Linked DNA regions of Muntiacus reevesi: region 2 is linked to region 1. A link is a contact called in public Hi-C data. All regions are on one chromosome and are shown on one strand. Each heading gives the region's core, a stretch centred on a gene start, on an enhancer-like site or on the middle of the called end of the contact. The rest is flanking DNA. Distances are from core to core; before and after follow the strand shown.

Region 1 (5,453 bases), core at 1,434-3,933:
CAGAACTAGATTGTTAATAAAAACAACAACAACAACAACAACAACAACAAACAACCCTCCATGTTTCCGGGTCTGATAGAGTATCTGACACCAGTTAGGGTTCGAATAAACAGTAAATGGTATGTGCTAAGTCGCTTCAGTTGTGTCTGACTCTGTGTGACCCTATGGGCTGTAGCTTACCAGGCTCCTCTGTCCTTGGGATTCTCCAGGAAAGAATACGGGAGTGGATTGCCTTGCCTTCCTCCAGGGGATCTTCCTGACCCAGAGATTGAATCCATTTCTCTTATGCCTGCATTGGCAGGCAGGTTCTTTACCACTAGCACCACCTGGGAAGCCCAGTAAAGGTACTGTTTTACAGAACTACTGGAAAAACCATACCTTTGACTATATGGACCTTTGTTGGCAAGGTGACGTCTCTGCTTTTTAATACGCTGTTTAAGTTTGTCATAGCTTTTCTTCCAATGAGTGTCTTATATGCCTTTTACTGTCTGATTTAAGGAGTTAAGCATTAAGTTTCTTGAAGGAAGGACTGTTTAATGGTCAAATATATTTAGTATTTAACATAGTAATGAAAGTGAAAGTGAAAGTCACTCTGTCGTGTCTGACTTTGTGACCCCATGGACTATACAGTCCATGAAATTCTCCAGGCCAGAATACTGGAGTGAGTAGCCTTCCCCTTCTCCAGGGGATCTTCCCAACCCAGGGATCAAACACAGGTCTCCCTCATTGCAGGCAGATTCTTTACCAGCTGAGGCACAAGAGAAGCCCAACACATTAGTAGGTGTTAGTAAATTTTGTTTGTGAAAGGAATGGATCACTGAAGATAGTTAATAAGCTTACGAAGTTATGTTAATATTACAAAGCTAGGCAAGTATCCTCACTTGAGACTGTATCCACTGTTAGGCTGTAGCTGTACACATTTGTTACTTCTAGCAAGAAACAGTTTTTTTTTTTTCCTAGTAGCACTTAGTTGCCTTTAACTTCATTTGAAACAATTTTGTTAGATTGTATCATGACAGCTGTCACAATAGTATGTATTAAAAAAAACAAACTTACAAAATTGGTAATTTTTGTGTAGCCAATATTGAAGATGGAAGGAAAAAGGCAACATTGTTGGCATTTTTTTGATGTTCTCTAGCTAAGCTGTGTCTGACTCTGTGACCCCATGGACTGCAGCTCGCCAGTCTTCCATGTCCTTCACTAACTTCCAGCATTTGTTCTAACTCATGTCCATTGGATTAGTTATCCCATCCAACCATCTCAGCCTCTGTTGCTCCCTTTCCTTCTGCCCTCAGTCTTTCCCAGCATCTGGGTCTTTTCCAGTGAGTCGACTCTTCAAATCAGGTGGCCAGAGTATTGGAGCTTTAGCTTTAGCACCAGTCTTTCCAATGAATATTCAGGGTTGATTTCCTTTAGGATTGACTGTTTTGATCTACGTTGTGGTAACTCAAATAACAATCTGACTTTCTCAGTTTAGGACTACAAAAACAAATACAGAAGCAAGTCCTTTGTCTACTAATTTGCATACCATACACCTTTTCAGGATACTTTGAATAATAAAGCCAGATTCTTTCTGGAGGAAATGAAACTGTTTATTTTGTTCAATGATCTCATAGCTAGTTGATCCAGGAAAACTGAAATCTTGTATTATGAGGTCTCCATACCCAAGAAGCGGGTTTTAAATAGTGGGTGAAGTGTTCTGGGGAGGGTGTGGTATGCAAATTAGTGTAAGAGGGACTTGTCTGCTTTCCTGGAATCTGTACTGCTTCTCCAACAGAAAAGCCATTTCCATTCCCAGTGCATTATACAGTTTTGTTCAACAATTAGTAGCTTGGATGGCTGGAATTCTCTAATTTTGTTGCAGCTTGTTGATTTTTACAAGACTTTTCTCGAGTCTTCAATTTTTATAGGTGAGGCAATTTTTGGAAATGAATATAATTCTTATTTACAGAATAGCTTTTCATATTGTGTCCCTTAATCTTTTTCTGTGAAAGTTAAATGGCACATTTTGTATCTTTGTGTTCAGCTTTTGTATTTTTAATTCTTGCCCGGGCAGAAAACAGTGGAAGCTCTTAGAAGAATTCATTCTTCGTGGACTCCGCCTTAGGTCTGGCTAACGTTACAGAAAACGACAGTGCCTTGCTTTGTTTAAAGACGCAGGGTTCTAGCGTTAGTTCTTTCTTAAACTTAACCATGTGCCAGATACGACACAGATCTGTTTTTATCACAATTATCATTCACATTTTTGTAGTCCTGAAAAGTACGACTCAAGTTCAATGTCTTGCCTTGGGGTCCCTGGGATTCCCCCTCAGTCACCACGCCCTCGTCTTCACCGGTCCCCCTCTATCCTCGGCCTTTGCCAGTCCTTTCTGGCTCCATTCAGGGCACCTGGGGGTGATGATGGCCATGCTGGGGTAGCCAGGCCTGGCCGGGTATGAAGGTTCCACGACCGACTCCAGCGCGCTAACTCGTCCTGAGCACATTCTGGTTTTTCTCATCCTCACTTCCTCGGCGGCCGGCCAGACCTGGAAACCATAGAGCTAACAGCCCAGAGCGTCCCTTCCGTGGCCGCCGAGCGCTGACAGCGCGCCGCTGGGAGGGGCCTACTGGAGGGGCGGGGGAAGAAGAGGGAAAAGCCGGCAAGAGAAGGGCTGGCCGGCCTTGCAGCGCCCCGCAGCGGCCAGGCCGGAAGCGGTCTCGTCGGCCCTGCGGCGCTGGAGTCCTGACGCACGGAGCTCGAGAGCGAGAACGGGAGAGAAAGGGGCAGAAATGGCGGCTCCGCTCGGCTCCCGCTGAGGAGGGCGAAGCCGGCAGAGAGTCTGAGCCGTCGGCCCGGAGCATCGCTCCCGTCTCCCGCTACCTGTCTTCGCACGCCGACTTCTCTTCCTTTGCCCTGCTCTCTCCTGTCTTCATCTGCGCTCCTCGGAGTCTGGTTCGGCTTGTCTTTCCCGGCCCGGCTCCACTGGCCCTGACTGCCCGGCCAGCGGGCCGGCCTTCCTTGGGTCTCCCCGGCGCGGCGGGCGCCGCGGGTGCGGCGTGGACCCCGTCCTCCTGGCTGAACCATGGTGAACACCCGGAAGAGCTCTCTGCGCCTTCTCGGATCTAAGTCGCCTGGGCCTGGGCCTGGGCCTGGGGCCGGAGTAGAGCCCGGGGCGACCGGAGGCAGCAGCCATTTCATCTCCTCTCGGACCCGCTCCTCCAAGACCCGTGCTGCCAGCTGCCCCGCCGCCAAGGCCGGGGGAAGCGGCGGCGCCGGCGTCGCTCTGGATGAGGCCCGGGTAAGAGCGCGGCGGCCCGAGTCCGGAGGCTGGCAGGTTGGCCCGGCCGCCGGGGCTTTGTCTGACCGGGTCGGGGCAGGAAGCCTCCGGTGGGGACCGCTCGGGCGGCTGGAGACCTGGTCTGCGGGTGCGGTGGAGGGTGGCAGCCGGCTAGGTAGGGCCGCGACAGCTCTGCTGGCCGCGCTCTTTTGTGTGAAGAACGGGACTTGAGTCCAGGGGTGAGGGTTATTCCGGGGGGGTGGTGGTGTTTGTCTTCTCGGGAACATCAGAACAGCCTGCTTTCTGAGTCCTTGTCCGGCCCGAGAGAGGAATTCCAGGGGAGCATGAGCGAGGGGCCAGAGTCCCCGTTTGGAAGGGCTGGAGAGGAGAAGTGAAAGTTTTCTGCGGTGTCAAACCCTTCCTGTAAAGTGTGTCAGCTCCTGCCGGTGTCTAACTCCAGCTTACTCTCAAACTGTTTGGGGGTGGTTCAAGTTGGTGAGGAAGTGAGCGGAGAGCTCCAGTTGGCAGCCAGGCAGGGATGCTGAAAAAAGTTTGTAGCTGCTCTGACAGCAACTTTAAAAACAAAATCAACACTATCGCCTCTCCAGGCAGGAGCGATCAAACGTGATGTCTGGAATCAGCCAGCCCGCTAACCAGGGTTCTAGAAGGGACTCGGTAGAGTTTTCTAGTAGAGCCTTAAGGTCGCAAAAGGGGCACGTCTAAAGAAACATGTCGAATATTACTGGTAGTAGGCACTATCATCTCCAAATTGTTTGGTTTCTTGGATGTCTCCGTCCGGGTAATAGGAATAGTTTATAAAAGGTGAGTTAACACCACCGTTGTACCATTACTGCGAAAGTGACATTTGAAGAACACCGGTGATGATTTAGTTTTTTTTTTTTTTTTAAAGTGATAGATACCGAAATTTATTACAAGGTAAAGCTCTGAGCTACCACATACGTTTTATCACGTTAAAGGAATCGATAAGGTTGTGTTGTGAGATTTGTTATGAATTTAGAAAAGTGTGTTGCTTTTGTCTAGAGAGAGGCTAATTTTCTAAGAGCAATTTGACTGGACATTGTTCATTTAAAATAACTCCTTTAAATCCACACCATTTTGTTATTCTTAGGGGAGGAAAGCAATATTTTCTGTGGGGGTTTATAAGATTATGTTTGTGTATGCTTTTTCTCTGTATCTCATACAGTTCTGACACTAATCAGAATGAACAAAGGCAAATACAATAGACACATTTTACTTTACTTTTCTGAAATATGTTGTATCTTTGAAAATATGTTTGGCCTTTACTTTGCTAAAAGTCTGGAAAGTATTTTTAAAATTGCCCTATCAGTAGACTTTTTTTGGGTCTTACAGCTCTCTTAGGTTGAAATAAGAAAGTTAAGTCTGAAAGTTGTGCATACCATTCAGAATAATTATTCTGAAAACTCGACTTTCTGTCGAAATTATTCCAAACACATATAAGCTTACTGACTTTCTGAAGCTAACATCTATTTTAAAATAAAAGGAAGATAGGTTTTCCCTGTACACTTAAGTACAAATAAAATATTTAGAGTGTAAGCATTTAATTGTATCATGCTATGAATGCCTTGTCTACTAGAGCAGTGTCTCAATCTGAAGCAATTAGCTCATCTGTCACTGATCATTTTGTGGTTCCATTTTTGAATTCATGGATATTATGCTGTCCTTATCCCCCTGAGGAATGAGGTGAGGTAATTTGTCAAGCAGCTGTTATGGAGATGTTAAAAGGCAAGGAATCAATAATCTAACATGGAAATGAACATGTGGTAGCTTTTAAATTGCTAGAAGAATGAAACATGTTAGAGCTCTTTCCAGAGAGATACTAATGAAACTGTTTCAAAGATCCTTTCAAAATGGCTTAAAAAGTCCATGAACAACAGGCCAATGAATATTTACTATGAAATATTTTTTTTTCTGCTTTAAGAAGATTTGTATTCTGATCCAAGTAGATGATGGAATGATCTAATTGCTTTCGCTGAGAAATTTAGGATATTTACTAATCCTGTATTGTGATTGGTCCTTTAGAAGAGGGTAAATTATAATTCTAAATTTAAGTTTATAGACTGTATATTTATGAAGCATGCAGTATATTTCTTTGCTGTATTTTTCTGAAATGGGTTGATTTGGGTTTGGTAAGCTCTTCCTTTCAAGTTTTTTTCT
Region 2 (5,453 bases), core at 2,139-4,638, 270 kb before region 1:
AAACCTTACTTTCTATCTATTTCTCAGAAGGGTCAGAATCAATGTGGCAATATATAAATGTGTGTGTGTGTGTGTGTGTGTGTGTGTGTGTGTTTAGGAGTGGCATGAAAAGATTGTGAGGTTGTGTTATTTTCAATAGGAGAATGGAAGAGACACCCTAGCTGGAAAGCAGAGTTGCCAACAGTAGAGGCAGATTAACTCCTACCAAAGACAGAAGGTAAAGAGGGCATAGCTTTAAAATCATGCTACTCACCCCTATCTCCAGATGCCCTAGATCAGGAGGGGAGAGCCAGGGTTTTCTGGTGTTCAGTGGTGGAACAGTGTCCCACTGCTACAGCACATCAACTATGAAACCCAGGTGGTATCAAATACTCATATATACATGTAGTTGGAATGACAGAAGGAGATGAGAGAGAATAGGGCAGAAAAAAAGTGTTTTAAAAAATAATGGCTAAGACTTTTCTTAATTTGATGAAAGACAGAAATTTGTAGATACAAGATTATAAATGAACATTAAGCAGAAGAAACACAAAAAAGGTTCACACTGATGTACACTAGAGTCAAATTACTGAAAGCCAAAGCCTAACAGCAACTCTCAAAAGCAGCAAGAGAAAATAACATATTACACAGAAGGAAAAAAATAATCCGATCAACAGTCATCTTTCATCTGAAACCATGGAGGCCAGAGAGAATGGAAAAACACCATTAAAATGCTGAAATTAAAAAAAACCATCCTGTCAATCCAGAACTCTATATTCAGGGGATATGTTATTCAAGTATGAAAGGAGAATAACAATATTTTCAGATAAAGTACAACTAAAAAGATTTGTAGCCAACAGATCTACACTAGAAGAAACACTAAAAGAAGCTTTTCAGGTTGAAGGGAACTTTAAGATGGAAACCTTCATTCAACAGGGAAGAATGAAGCACACCAAAAATGCTTAGCATCTGAGTAAATTAAAAACTATTTTTTGCTCCTTTTCTCTTAATTTCTTTTGAAATTGCTTTTAGTACTTGGTTATAGTCTATTGTTTATAGTCTTGGGAGATTTATTACTTGCAGAGGTATTACATATGAGCTCACAGCCTTCCTACTCTGTATTTATCTTATGGGATGCTTAGAGTCTGGAATTGCTTCTGCTCTCTATTCGAGCCTCTTTCCATTACTAAGAATTTGTTATGTGCACCTACTGGGTAGTAATGTGGTGAGGGACAAAAGTCTTTCAAAACCAAGAGAAAGGGAGATTGCTAGAATATAGAATATATATGGTTGGGAGGGAGAGAATCAGTGCAGGAAAGGAAAACATTGAGATTAAATGCTCCCATGGTAAAAGTGAAGTTACCAGGAACAGGCCTTCAATCTGTCGTAATTTGTGGCAGAACTTGGGGAAGAGAAACGTAACATACTTAGTCCACTACCTAATTTCTCAACCTTCTCACCCTACAATAATTCCTAATCTTAAGGCTTGACAGATATGTCTATATGTCTTTAGGTAGTACTTAGTTCCTCCAGGTATCTGATTTCCAGTTGGCGCAGGAAGTGAAAAAGAGGTGGTAGGATTTGGTAAATAATAAGGGGAGAAATTATAGATACAGTTTCAAGGCGTGTCCTGTGAGGAGAAGAGGAAGTCAAAGAGCTGGAACTGTGGTGGTATCACCCATATGAATCATCAGTGCTGAAAGAGGAGGATAGGATGGACACACTGGCCTCAGAGCTCTGAATGGAACCCTGGGATATAATTGTTTTAGTGTTTGGGGTACTATAGGCTTCCAATTGTATTCAGGACCTCAATTTCTATCAGAAGTCCTTAGCTTTTTGGTCTATTATAGGAAGACTTAAATTTTTTCCTTAAATTTCTTTATAACTATTCCTTTCTACAAAGTTCATTTTTGTCCTACCAAGGATTTGGCCTCCTCCTTTAGAAAGAAAGAGGACTCAGGGTGAATGGTATCAGGTCCAGAACCCAGAAACACAAATGACATTGATCAGACAATGGGAGGGAAATGGAGACTGGTTATCAATCGGCCTATTGGGAATAAAAATAGATTTTACCTTACAGACCAACCCTTTGGAGAACTACAGTTGAGAAGGATTCAGAGGCTTGGACTGAAGCACAGACTCCAAAAGGTATCATAAATAATTGGTGATATCTGTCATGGGAATAAGACCATGTGCTCAAGAGTGCTGTCTGTAGCTTGGGTGGTTTGTTTGCAGACTGATTGGTCCCCAGCAGATAAAGGACAGACAGACTGGTCTCTAGTAGATAAATGACTTCCTAGGCAAATGCAAAGAAGTCAGGTTTTCCTGTGTCACTAGCTCAGGACCTGTCTATAAAGTCAGGTCCAAATCTAAGAGTTAGGAAAGACATCGAATGTGAGAGCGGGAAAAGCCTGTTTATCATCACTAATGTTTGCTAAGTTCCTCACAGGAGTTGCCTGTCTAGTTCAGATAGGCCTGGTCTCTGGAGTCACACCTCTTAAGTCAGCCTGGCTACATTCACATGCCCCAACGTGTACGAATGGAAGGAAGCTATGGGATCTTTTGCTCTGCACAGATTTCTCCTTTTCCAACAAGTCATGGTTATGAGTTTTGTACATGGGTCCATCCTACACTCCACGTGTAAAGCCAACAAAAATTTTGGGTCTTGCACCTCCACTTTGTTATGCCCATAACCACCGACGCCACCTCGAACCTCAAATAACAAAGAGCCTTTCTCTTGAAGGAGTGCTGTGTCAAGGGCAAGCCCCCCATAAATGGTGGTGACTTGAGTTATTTAGTCTTTTGTGAAGAGACTAGGAGCTGAAAGGGGAGAAAAAACAGATGCTGAATTTGAGCTTCACCTGTCAGGCGGCTCTCAGGTGGGGAAGAAAGGTCAGCATAGGGAGGGCTGCAGGTCGTGGAATTCACGGAGAGATCACTATCTTCCTACTGCTTGGCCAGAGTATTCGAGTTAGCTGCTCTGCGTGTGGATAGGGGCTGGAAGGCTCCTTTCTCGTCCTTTTTTGTTTGTTATAGAGGAGGGTGAGGGACGCTGAATGGACGACTGTTAGGTACGATGAAGGTGAGTCCTTCTAGGGTATTTGAAGGAAAGGGCCGTAACACACCCATGAACAAAGGTGGGAATAACCTATGCCCGTCCCATCCCCATTCCAGGGGAATTGAACTCCCAGGTGAGAAGGCTCCGGAAAGAACCCCACAGGTACTTGGGGTGGGGTGGGGGCGCATGCATCAGGGACGTGCTGGACACCGGTTGGCCCTCCTCCGAAACCATGGGGTCTGCGGTGGCAGGAAACGCACTACCCAACCCCAACATGTCACCTCGGGGAGGAGGAGCCAGGTGGGTAGGCACCCCTCCAGGAAGGGCTGCCGTGTTCAGGGCTTCGGGGCCTCCCCGAGGGAAGAGACGAGCATGAGGACCAGACCCGCGGGGTCCGCGGCCTCGAGACTCCGGGGGTGAGGAGCCGCGCCCGGGCCAATTTCGGGTTCCCAAGGGAGTACGAGTCGGTGCCCGCCAGCGGGCGGGCGGGCCGTCAACTGCCCGGCCCGTCGCCTCCCTCCCCGCCCCCCGGCTTCCTGCGGAGGCCGCGGCCGCCATGTTGTGGGGCTGAGGCGGCGCCGCGGAGCCCGAGCGGCCGTGACAGGCTGCGCAACAGGTTCGCTGTCGGCGGCCTGACGACGAAGCAGGCGCGGCGGCGGCTGCCGAGCAGGTCTCCCGGCATCCGCCCGCGCCCGCGCCGCTGGTGCCGAGGGGCGCGGGGTCGCGCTGTGACGTGCGGGAGGCGCGGCGGGCGCGCCAGGTGGGTGAAGCCGCTGCCCGGGCTGCGGCAGGGCGCGGGGCAGGTGCAGGCGCTGCCGTGTCCGCCGCGGGGAGGCTCGCGGGCCGGGCTGGAAGGCGGCTGCGCGCCCCACACGACGCGGACGGGCCCTCGGGAGCCCGGGAGGTCCCCGAACTAGGCCCCTGGCAGTCTTGGCGGCGCCGGGCGGAAACCTCCGGCCCCGGGTTCCTGCCCCCGCGGCGCGGCAGGGGCGGACGGCCAGGGGCCGGGGCCGGGCTGCGTCTTCCCCGCGGCCAAACCCCGGACCCCGGCCGCGGCCTCTTCTGGCAGGTGCGGACGCCGCGGCCGGCTCCCTCGCTTTCGGGGTGCGGGCAGAAGCGAACCAGCCCTGAGGGGCACCCGCCCGCTTCCTCGGGGCCCCATTTTATTTTCACGGAGTTGGTTTTCCTTCTTGGCAATGGTTGGTGCGGAACGTCAGGTGAGCCGCATCCCAGTGCGTCAAAGTAGCCCGAGTCACGAGAGGCCAGTGGGCGGATGCTCTGAGTCCGACGCTCTCATTAAACCAAAGTTGGGAAATGTTACAATTTGACTTCAGCGTTATTGACTTCTAGGGTATACAGGAAGCACGGAGAGCTGTAATCTCTTGGACCAGAGTAAAAGTTGATTGCTTTTATAATTTTTTTTGAAGACGCCTGCATGTGTATAGTGAATGGGTAAACCGAGGCTGAAATGCAGATGGCTGTGCATTTTGTAAAAAGATGATGTATTTGGATTTATTAATCCTGTGCGTTATGGTAGAGTGATTGCTGATGGCAAGTATGCTTCACTTGAGACATATTAATTAGGAATATTTTTGATAGAATACTTTGTGATAGGAATTAAGCTTAACACAAAAATGTTTGCTTTGCTAAATGCACTAGTTTGTTTTTACTAGGGTTTACTTGCTTACCCAGGAATAGGCAAATGTGCCTTGAAATTTTGTGTTGTCCTAGTCAGCTTAATTTAGGTAGCATACACTCCAGGTTAAGCTTCTTAAGCCTCTTAAGAAAAGTAATTGCCTCTCTCCCTGTGCTTCTTTGCTATGTTGTTAATCAGTGGTGAAACCTAAACACAATCTAGAAACATCACGTAAAACCCTTACATAAATTAATAATGACGTCTCTCAAAATTTAAAGATGGTAGCAATTTTGTTGTGCTAGGTTTCTTTGGCTGTGCCTACGATTCCCTTGTAATTTATTTCGCCCAGCTTTATTGAGATATGCTTGATATATATTCCTTATTACTTCAAAAGTAGGTAAGGTGAAAGTTGTTTCTAAAAGCTTCATTTAAGGACAAACAGAATTTTGTGGTTTTTTTGAGGCCATGGAAAAAATTGTGCATGGCTGCTGATTTAATGTAGTAGTAGTGAGCCTCACTAAAGCTTGCATTTTTTAAATATACTTTAATGCATGTAATTGTTTTTTTTGCTTACTTTTATAACGAAAGGTAGCATTGTTTGAGAAAACTTGACCTGTACTGAATTACTGAGCAGGGAGGTACTATTGTTAGTTCAGCATATCTCATGGCTAAAATCCAGATCTCATCAGAATATGAGAAAATGTATTATACAATTGCTGGGATTAGAATTATGGTTTTAAAAAAACTTTGTATCTTCACAAAATCTTAATAGTAAAAGGA

Evidence for each region. A called contact is a pair of places that touch in the nucleus more often than the background predicts.
Region 2: a contact with region 1 is called in a Hi-C map of blood, with 2.1 times the contacts expected there. The contact joins the promoter of ITSN2 here to the promoter of ATAD2B in region 1. A contact is called at or near these places in 2 of 3 Hi-C or Micro-C datasets (blood and muscle).

Annotation. Positions count from the first base shown.
Region 1 is chr3:30,275,419-30,280,871 of mMunRee1.1, reverse strand. ATAD2B (ATPase family AAA domain containing 2B) reads left to right here and starts at 2,683. Exons shown (of 29, transcript XM_065928639.1): 1 at 2,683-3,278. The coding sequence starts at 3,063.
Region 2 is chr3:30,547,783-30,553,235 of mMunRee1.1, reverse strand. ITSN2 (intersectin 2) reads left to right here and starts at 3,388. Exons shown (of 39, transcript XM_065928660.1): 1 at 3,388-3,453.